Linked DNA regions of Anas platyrhynchos: region 2 is linked to region 1. The links are chromatin contacts, called in public Hi-C maps. All regions are on one chromosome and are shown on one strand. The core of a region is the stretch at or near the end of the contact, and the rest is flanking DNA. Distances in the headings are between cores, read along the strand shown.

Region 1 (4,110 bases), core at 716-3,215:
GAGCATGGGATGGAGAATGTTCCATGACCAGGCATATGACAGCTGCTTTGACTCCGAGAATGATGGTGAAGCAAAGATACAGTTGATGTCTGAATAAGTTATCAAGGGTAGAGTTGCCTTGGAAAAGGACAAGTTCCTTTACCCAAAAGACTGTGCATGCTCAAGCAGGTACATTTGGCTGGAAATCTGCCAATTTGGACAGTTGGCATCTGGAACAAATGGTCTCTGTTAGGGATAGCAGTTGGGACGAACACAGCTCATTTCAAAATGAAGTTATCTGTTTGACTTGTTAAATGTAACAACTGTGGGATAGCAGATAATAGTACCTATCTTACAAACCTATCGTCCTCTGCTACTTTCTCAATAGCACTATCCCAGCTGGGGAAGACCCAGAGCTTGCCATGCGTTTTGTAAAAGCCTCTCTTGCTGGTCTGAAACTAGCTTATGTACCAAAATCTACTACTGTCTCAAATAGCAGATCGCTTTAAGCACAGGAGGAGAAGAAAAGCAGTAAATCTTGTGGCAGTTTGTGGTCCTGTAACAGGTTCTGTAACACTTGCTGTGTGGAGTGACTTTTTGTAGCTCTGAGCAGGGTGTGACTGACAAACTACCATGTACCTGGCAATTTTAGGAAGGATATTGCTTGCTGGTTTGGGGTCCATAGGTTGTCAATGGGAAGAGAATGAGCTGCTTTGAATATCACTATTTCTAACAGAATAAGGATTTCTTTCCATTAAAATATGTTCCATAGTTTGGTTCTGTCAAAAATCTGTCATTTCAGATATTTCATATGGTACTTGCACGGTGTCTAGTCTAGCCTGCCTGTAATTGCAGCAGGAAAGCATTTTAAGCTGCAGTGACAGGAATCACTTAAATAGAAATGGGATCTACACCAGTGGAAAGGACACGTGTGGTCTTTTCCCCACATACTGTGATTTCTTAGCCTGCAGCATTGCTGGAATTCACAATGGAGCACTTGATACTTTTTTTGTGTTACTACCAGGTCCTCCTGTGTTGGCTTCCAGCTGTGAGGGCTGCTGGTTGTGAATGTGATAATACAGGCTTTGTAGTCTGTAGAAACTGCAGTCTCATGGTGAACTGATCTCAAGGTGAAAACATGTCAGATCCTTCCCTAGTGCTCCTTTCAGAAGCACTGAATTATCAGCTGAGACTTCTGAAATTGTGATTTGCATCCTATACTATTCTAACCAGCATAAAAAGGACTTTTCTGTGTTTAGTTTTTAAACAACTCAATATTCTCCTACATTTATTGTTGTGTTTTCCTTCCATCCAGGTTCACCTTGCCTCCAGCCCAATTTTAGATGCCTGGTATGGGGCTAGGGACTGGGCAGTGGAACACATGACCCGTGAGGAAGGCTGGATAACCAGGAAGGACTATGAAGAAAAGGGGGGAGAATATCTCAAGGAACACTGTGCTTCAAACGTTTATGTTCCCATCAGACTTCCAAAGCAAGCCCCACGGACTACAGAGGCACTAGCACCCAGCAGAGCTCTGACATCTAGCACGGGCAATCCTTGTGAGCAGGCGTAGCACAGAGCCTTTGCCACAGCCCCCCAGGGGGAGATAAAAGAGCAAAGAGAAGAGTTCCCTGTGGTCTTGCAGTCTGAGCTGTGCGTGGAGCACAGGCCTCAGCACAAAGCATCTCATCCAGCCCCTTGAAGGGGCAAACGGCCGAGCTGCTCTGGGGCAGCACCTGGCACACGCAGCGCTGCTGCTGCATAGCGCGGGAGGGCGAGTCGGCAAGGAGGAACACAGGAAAAGTGCATTCCGGAGAAAAGTACAGCCTTAGGAACTCTCATAGTAAGACTTCGGGATTTTGCAAATGTTTTATATTTTTTTATTAAAACTTACTGCTTGTATGCCACTTTCGTGGTGTGATTCAGAAGCTCGACTTGTATCATGCAAGGCAGTCCAGCAGGCGTCTCCCTCGCTCGTCACAGCGAGTGCTTCTCAGGCTGTGTCATGCTGCTGGAGGCCAGAGGGGCTGCTCTCTGCCTCCTCCTGAGGCTCCCTGGCCTTGTGTCTTGTCCGATGTCCATCCCGCTGCGTGCTTTCCGCCAAACTTCCCCCAATCAGGGGGATTCTGGATGCTTTATGTGGTTGTTGGTATTACTGACGTTGCTTGAAACTGGAGACCTGACGTAACGTGTGGTCCAGCTGTACAGAAACAGCCCCCCATAAAGCACAGTCCAGAAGGAAGCTGAGGTGCACGTAGTGCTCAGGTGGTTTTACAGGAGTGGTGGCTGAGCAGGGCAGCTCTTGGTTGGGGGGGAATCTCCTCTGCTGCTCTTCAAAAGCTGGCTGGAAGCACCTGTTAGCTGCAAAAAGCTTGCTGGTGTTTCATGATAACACAATCCACTGGCTTCCTCCACTGGAAGCCTCTTGATAGCACATCCCCTGAAACAATCGGTGTCAGCTTCATTGGTGCAAGGCTGGGAAATAAGAGGACTGATGCTGTGTCCCCGCCACGCCTGAGGTGGTCTCAGTGTTGTGATGAATGCTGACACTGATGTATCAGGGTTGACAGCCACTTCAGATGCTCGGATTTGGCATAATAAATCCCTTTTAAATTGCTTGCAGTCTAAGAGTAGATGATGGTCATCAAAAGTCTCTTCATCAGTAAAGCAAACTCTTTGCTTTACCATGGCTGTGTGTGTTTCAGTGGTTTGACCTCTTTAATGACTGCAGGCTGTGAGTGATGGTACGTTGTTGAAAAATGCGGGTTTGAGCCAGGCCCCTGTCCTGCTGCACAGCACTCTCCACCTGAAATTTGACCAGGGATTCAGTTCTCACACTGAACGACTCCCTGTTGCTTTCCCAAAAGAATAATCGATGCTGAACCGAAACCCAAGCAGACTGCAGCAGTTTGGCAAGTAAACCTCTAGTCTGGAAAAGGTAAGACTAGGGGGAAAATATCCAGACCATAATTGGAATAAGGAAAGTAAACAGGTGGTGGCTTGCAGTCCCCGAAGAACTGCAGAGCTCCAAGAGAAGTCATCTGGCAGAGTGAAAACAAAGGATGTGAGGTACTTGGTGCTGAAGCGTGGAGTTTATTGCCACAGGATGCAATACGCACATTGCTGGATTCAGAAAGCATTACTCAGACACCTGACCTTAAGAAAAATCTGCTATCAAACACCGAGGGCACGCCCGTGTGCAGGCAGTCCTGCAGTCATACATGGCTCAGCAGGGGGAAGAGCTGTCACCTGCTCCTGTGTGGTTCCCTGAGCTGGTTGCTCTTCGTAGCCTGGCCCTAGCTGGATGGGGAAGGGAGTTTGCTACCTTCAGATGGCCTCAGATTCGGCCTGCCGCTCTGTCCCCAGCTGCCCGGAGGCCTGCTGCTTTTCAGGAGTATTACGGCAATTCTGCAGGTGTTTAAGGAATGTGGCAGAACGTGCTGTGCTGACAGCAGAAATGTTACACCCCAGCCAAGTGTCTCTTCTGATCTCAGCTCGGGTGGGTGAGCTGCAGTGCAGGCTCTGATGGCCTGTTGCTGTTTGACCCCTCTGACAGTCACGGCAGGAGCAATGCTTGTGGTGCAGAAACTTGTTCTGGCGCTGGGTGCTGTGCAGAAAACTTCCAGCATGGAAACCTGAAAGGGTCTCTGCAGAGGATGGTTACATTGCTTTAAATGTTCGGCCAAATCATTCCAACCACTTTTTTGTGGGAATTCAAAGTCTGATGGAGTAAAGAAATGCCAGATCAGCTGCCTAAACACCTTCAAGGAAGCATAATTTTATCCTGTCCTAAATATTAGCAGTTAATTTGTTACTTTATCCTTGTAGCAGCTGGGGTAATGAATGACCTTGGGCACTACGATTACAGCCAGAAGCTGTGCTAAATATGCCGGTGGTCACTTAATTGCTTGGAGTAGCAATGTGAAAAGCATGGATGTGGCAAAGCAGGATGAATTCTGCCTGTTTTGGGTTTGGTTCCCTGGTACGTTTGCTGTAGTGCTACATGAGCAGTGGCACAGAAGTGGGACGGGGGTGGGATGTTGAGGGCAGGCAGACGCAGCGGTGTTCATGTTGACAGCAGCGTTGGCTGAAGTTCTCCTGGAGCTCCACCACTTGGATGCTTCTGTGCAG
Region 2 (4,110 bases), core at 485-2,984, 60 kb after region 1:
TGATAAACATCCCTGCAAAACCGTAGCAGGAGAAGCCCATCATGAAGTAGCTGAGCCCATCCAGAGCCCGGCCGGGGGTCAGGCTGCCGAGACCTTTGCTGGCACACGTGTTGGTGCTGGCACCACCCGTACAGCACTGCGAGTGATGCTGGAGGAGTTTCTTCTGCCAAACTGGGGCTTGGCTTAAAGCTGTGTTTGGGTGGAAGTGACTTCTACTGGTGCACAGACGTGTGCACCGTAACCCAGGTGAAACTTGTGTGAAATCGTGTGTAAATGTCAGAGAATCCTTCCACTGCCTTAGGAACCTCACTGCAAGAGCAGCTTTTAGGTGTCCTTCAGGAGAGGAGAACCAGACAGTGAAACAGAAGAGTTTACACATCACTTTCAAAAAGAAGTCGCTGAGTGCAAAGGTTGTACGTAAACCTGGACCTGCAAAAACTCCGTGCGTGTGTGTAAACTCGGAGCACGCAGGGAAGCCTGCTTGCCAGTCTGGACAACTGAATGTTTTTGGGAGCTGCTATCAGAAAGGTGTTTTGTTTGTTTGTTTGTTGTCTTGTTCATTTTTCTTCCCTGTATCAGCTGGCTTTGTCTGTGATGGGTTAGTAATACTTGAAGTATGCAGAAGCCAGGTATAGATGGGAGTGTGATATTATCCAGAATTTTATGGTGTAGTTTATTGACTTTGGGGGAACTGCACTGACAAAGGCATTTTTCTCCACGGAGAAGTCTCCATCTGGTTCAGGAACCTTCCTGGAACATTTGTTTCTCGTATAACCTCTGTGGGAAGTAAAATAAATGTAAAATGATAGCGCTGTCCTGTCTCTTCAGGTGAGAGAGCTGATTACCCCACGCTGAATTTTCCTTAGGGCCTCTGCAGCGGCTTCTTTGTCTTCCCCCTGATTTGTAGGTTTGGGGGAGGAGAAGCGAGGCTTGGGAGCTGCTGGCAGTGGGTTTGTGGTGTGCGGGGAGGAGGATCTGCGTGGGGCTGCCCCAGGACCTGGGGCAGAGGGTGACTTAAAACCTGCTGCTTTGGGGATCCATTTTCACAGCTTTTGTGAGAGCATTTTCCATTTAACTCAGCGCAGATGTGAATGATAAAATATAAATCGAAGATTAATGTACAGCATCTTGGCGTGTGAAAGGTTCAATTATAGGCAGAGCAAGCAGAATAATGGAAAATACGTTTGAGTGATTGTTCAGTTAATATCATTTGCAATGAATTATTCACAACAATTTGTTCACCCCCACTCTTATTGTAATAATTTTCGTTCCTTCATTTGCTCTGCGTTTGGAACTGCTTCCCACAACTTGTAATGAAGTATATCCACGCACCCAGCCCCTTCTCCCCACCTCCCCCCGCCTACACGCCACGAAGGACAGATTTGAAAGAGCTCAGCATCGCAGGCACTGAGCTCTCCTTAAGAAGTTAATCAGAAGTGTCAGAGTGGAGTTAATCAGAAGTGCTGAAGTGGAGGCTGCTGCCTGCTGATCGCTCAGATGTGACCCATAAAAGCCCATTTTGCAGGCTGCAGTCACCTCGACCCTTTAAGCTGGCAGCGATTTGGCTGCTAACCCCTGCAGCCCTTCCTGCTGTGCTGCCTGAGTTCAGCAGTGTCCCTGCGAGCGGTGTGCTGAGGCTTTACCAGCAGAAGGCAATCGGCTGCTCTTGGCGATCGCTCTGCATCCCTGGAGCGTATCCTTCCTGCCTGTATGGCCTCGCTGGTGCTGTGGTGGGAGGAGGAGGAGTTGAGCTTCCCAGCCAGGCGTGTGGCACCAGCAGCCTCGAAGAGAAGCGCTTTGCTCGCTCAGGTCCCTGCCTCTCGCACCGTGCTGCAGACAGCGGAGGGGATCGGGGGCAGTGCTGGAAGTGGTGGGTTGTCTTCCAGCACTGCAAAGCTCCACAGCTGGGCTCCCCTTTATTCAGGCACTGGAAAACCCACAAATGCACATTGCTCCTACAGCCGGGTTTGGTGTCACCAGTCACACGGGAGGGATGTTTTTAAGCCAGGTCGCTGTAGGGTGGTTGGCAGGGGGATGAAGATGTCCACGTCCTCCCTCAGTGTCCCTCTGCAGCCTGCCTGGAGCACAGGCAGTGGGCGAGCACTCAATGTGACGTCCCTCTGGCTTTGGAGGAAGGAGCCAGGACTTGCTGCTGCCCAGCTTTGTGCTCCCACTGCTGCGCCTCTCGATGCCAACTTGACTTTAGGGCGAGTTGGCAAGGTGTCTGGCCTCTTACCCAAGCAGTGTCCTCATGAATTCATTGGCACCCTATCCATGACGGGCTTTATTACCTTGTGGGGCTTTTTTTGGTGTCTCGTGACCATCAGTCTCTGGTGTGTCGGGGTGTAGAGGGAAATGTTTTGCAGGCAGTGGTGAGCAGGTCCCGCGGGCAGGTGGGAGCCGTGGTGCACAGCCAAGACGAGGGCTGCTGCAGGGGTCAGTGGAGAATTCAAAGCTGCTTTAGGGTAAGACAAATCCTTGTCTGATTCTTAACCCTTTAAAGACTCCCACGAGCTCTGTCAAGCCGTGACCACAAAGCCTTCAGCACAAAACCCCAAACACCCTAATGAGCCAGGATTTATGCTTTTGCATCTTCCCCACGGAGGGACAGCACTCGCAAGGTCGATCCGCCAGCATCTACTTGTCCAAATCTCCATAATCAGGCGAAACGTGATTATGGAGCTGCTTGTCGTTAGGACACAATGGCTCTTAAATGGCCCAGATTGAATTAAAGCCTTAATGGCAGAGCATCCAGAATAAATAACAGGCCAGCAGATCCGCTGGGGGTGACGTGCCTCTCAGCCAGCCCCGATGAGCAGAGCAGAGCTCTGGCCGGGCAGCAGGAGCGCGGTGGTGGTGGTGGGCGTGCTGCCCGGAGGGAGCTCAGCGCCTCGATGCAGGCACGCAGGAGAGTGCTGGGGGAGCTGGAGGAGCTGCAGGCTTCCTGTGCTGGCCTCCGAGCTGGAAACAAACCGGCATGCCTTGGACTCGCCGTGGTGAGGGGGTTTTGCCGTGGTGTGGGGCGAGTTTTGTTCTTCGCTGTCTTTCCCTTTTTTGTACCGGTTTACCCAGCAGGTGTCAATGCCTGCAGGTTGTTTCCAGCTGAGGGAAACGCCAGCGTTTGGTGAAACGGTGCCGTGATGGGAAGTGCCTTACTCCTCTTTTGTCCACATTTGCCTCCCTTTTTGCTGACATGAGGCCGGTGGTGTCCAAACAAAATCCCACTTTGCTTCCAGTTTGACTTACAAGTGTGCTTTCCACCTCTCTTGAACAAAGCTTCGTAAATCAGCATCAGTGTGCTCCTGGCCCTGTTTTCCAGCGAGGAAGCCCCCAGGCCCCACACTGGCTGCCAGGAGCTGCCCTGCTCCCAGTTTCCCCCAGTTGTACTGGGAGGGAGCTCCCTCTGCCCATGGTGGGCATCAGCACCACGGGCGCTCTGGGAGCGGCCGGCCCTGCAGCCGTTCCTGACTGCCAGCTCTGACGTTTATTGCCTGTTTAGCTTCGTTACTGCTCCTTGTTTTGCAGCTCTGGTTTCGCTCAGTGGTTGTATCCTTGCCAACAGATCAGGTGGGGCTGGAACATGTTGCTGCGCTGGCCCCAAGGAAATGACTGCGAACCTCTGGCTTATGCCTGCGCTGGCAGCGACAGCTGGGGTGGGAAAAGCATTAGGTAGGAAAACATCTACAGAAAAAGCAGGGAAGGAGAAAGCAAGCACCAGCAGACAGGTATGGATCACCGAGACCTGTCAGTGAATTTGATTTCATTAGATTGCAAGTTCCTGCTATTGCTATTCGGTTGCTCCCTCTGCCAGCCTTATTGCTATTACCCATGGAAGAGCTGCACCCCAGAGCAAACTTCATCTTTTACCTGGAGGCTTTTCATCTGTTCCCCAAATTTGCATTTTAATGGAATAAAACCTATCCTTTCCCCCTCAAAGCAGCAATTTAAAAGTTAAGCCTCTGGAAAGCTTTCCTCAAACACCCACCCATCCATGTGAAGTGTCCAAAGCAACCCTGGTGTGTTTTAGATGTTCCATGAATGTACTGGGCTTCCAGTACCACGCTGATAACTTCTTGAGGCAAGACCTCATCTTCCCAGAGTGAGATCTCA

The links. A called contact is a pair of places that touch in the nucleus more often than the background predicts.
Region 2: a contact with region 1 is called in a Hi-C map of F1 follicle, with 4 times the contacts expected there. The contact joins two enhancer-like sites. A contact is called at or near these places in 4 of 8 Hi-C or Micro-C datasets (F1 follicle, liver, skeletal muscle and 1 more).

What each region holds. Positions count from the first base shown.
Region 1 is chr21:7,180,791-7,184,900 of IASCAAS_PekinDuck_T2T, forward strand. ACTR5 (actin related protein 5) reads left to right here. Exons shown (of 9, transcript XM_027472951.3): 9 at 1,295-1,886. The coding sequence ends at 1,552. Among named protein-coding and RNA genes, the nearest start is that of PPP1R16B, 11 kb to the right of the region's middle. Within about 2 kb of position 1,966, at least 2 of the 8 cell types and tissues checked have an H3K27ac peak or open chromatin away from gene starts, as enhancers often do.
Region 2 is chr21:7,240,702-7,244,811 of IASCAAS_PekinDuck_T2T, forward strand. All of the region lies in intron 3 of PPP1R16B (protein phosphatase 1 regulatory subunit 16B), which reads left to right. Among named protein-coding and RNA genes, the nearest start is that of DHX35, 32 kb to the right of the region's middle. Within about 2 kb of position 1,735, at least 1 of the 8 cell types and tissues checked has an H3K27ac peak or open chromatin away from gene starts, as enhancers often do.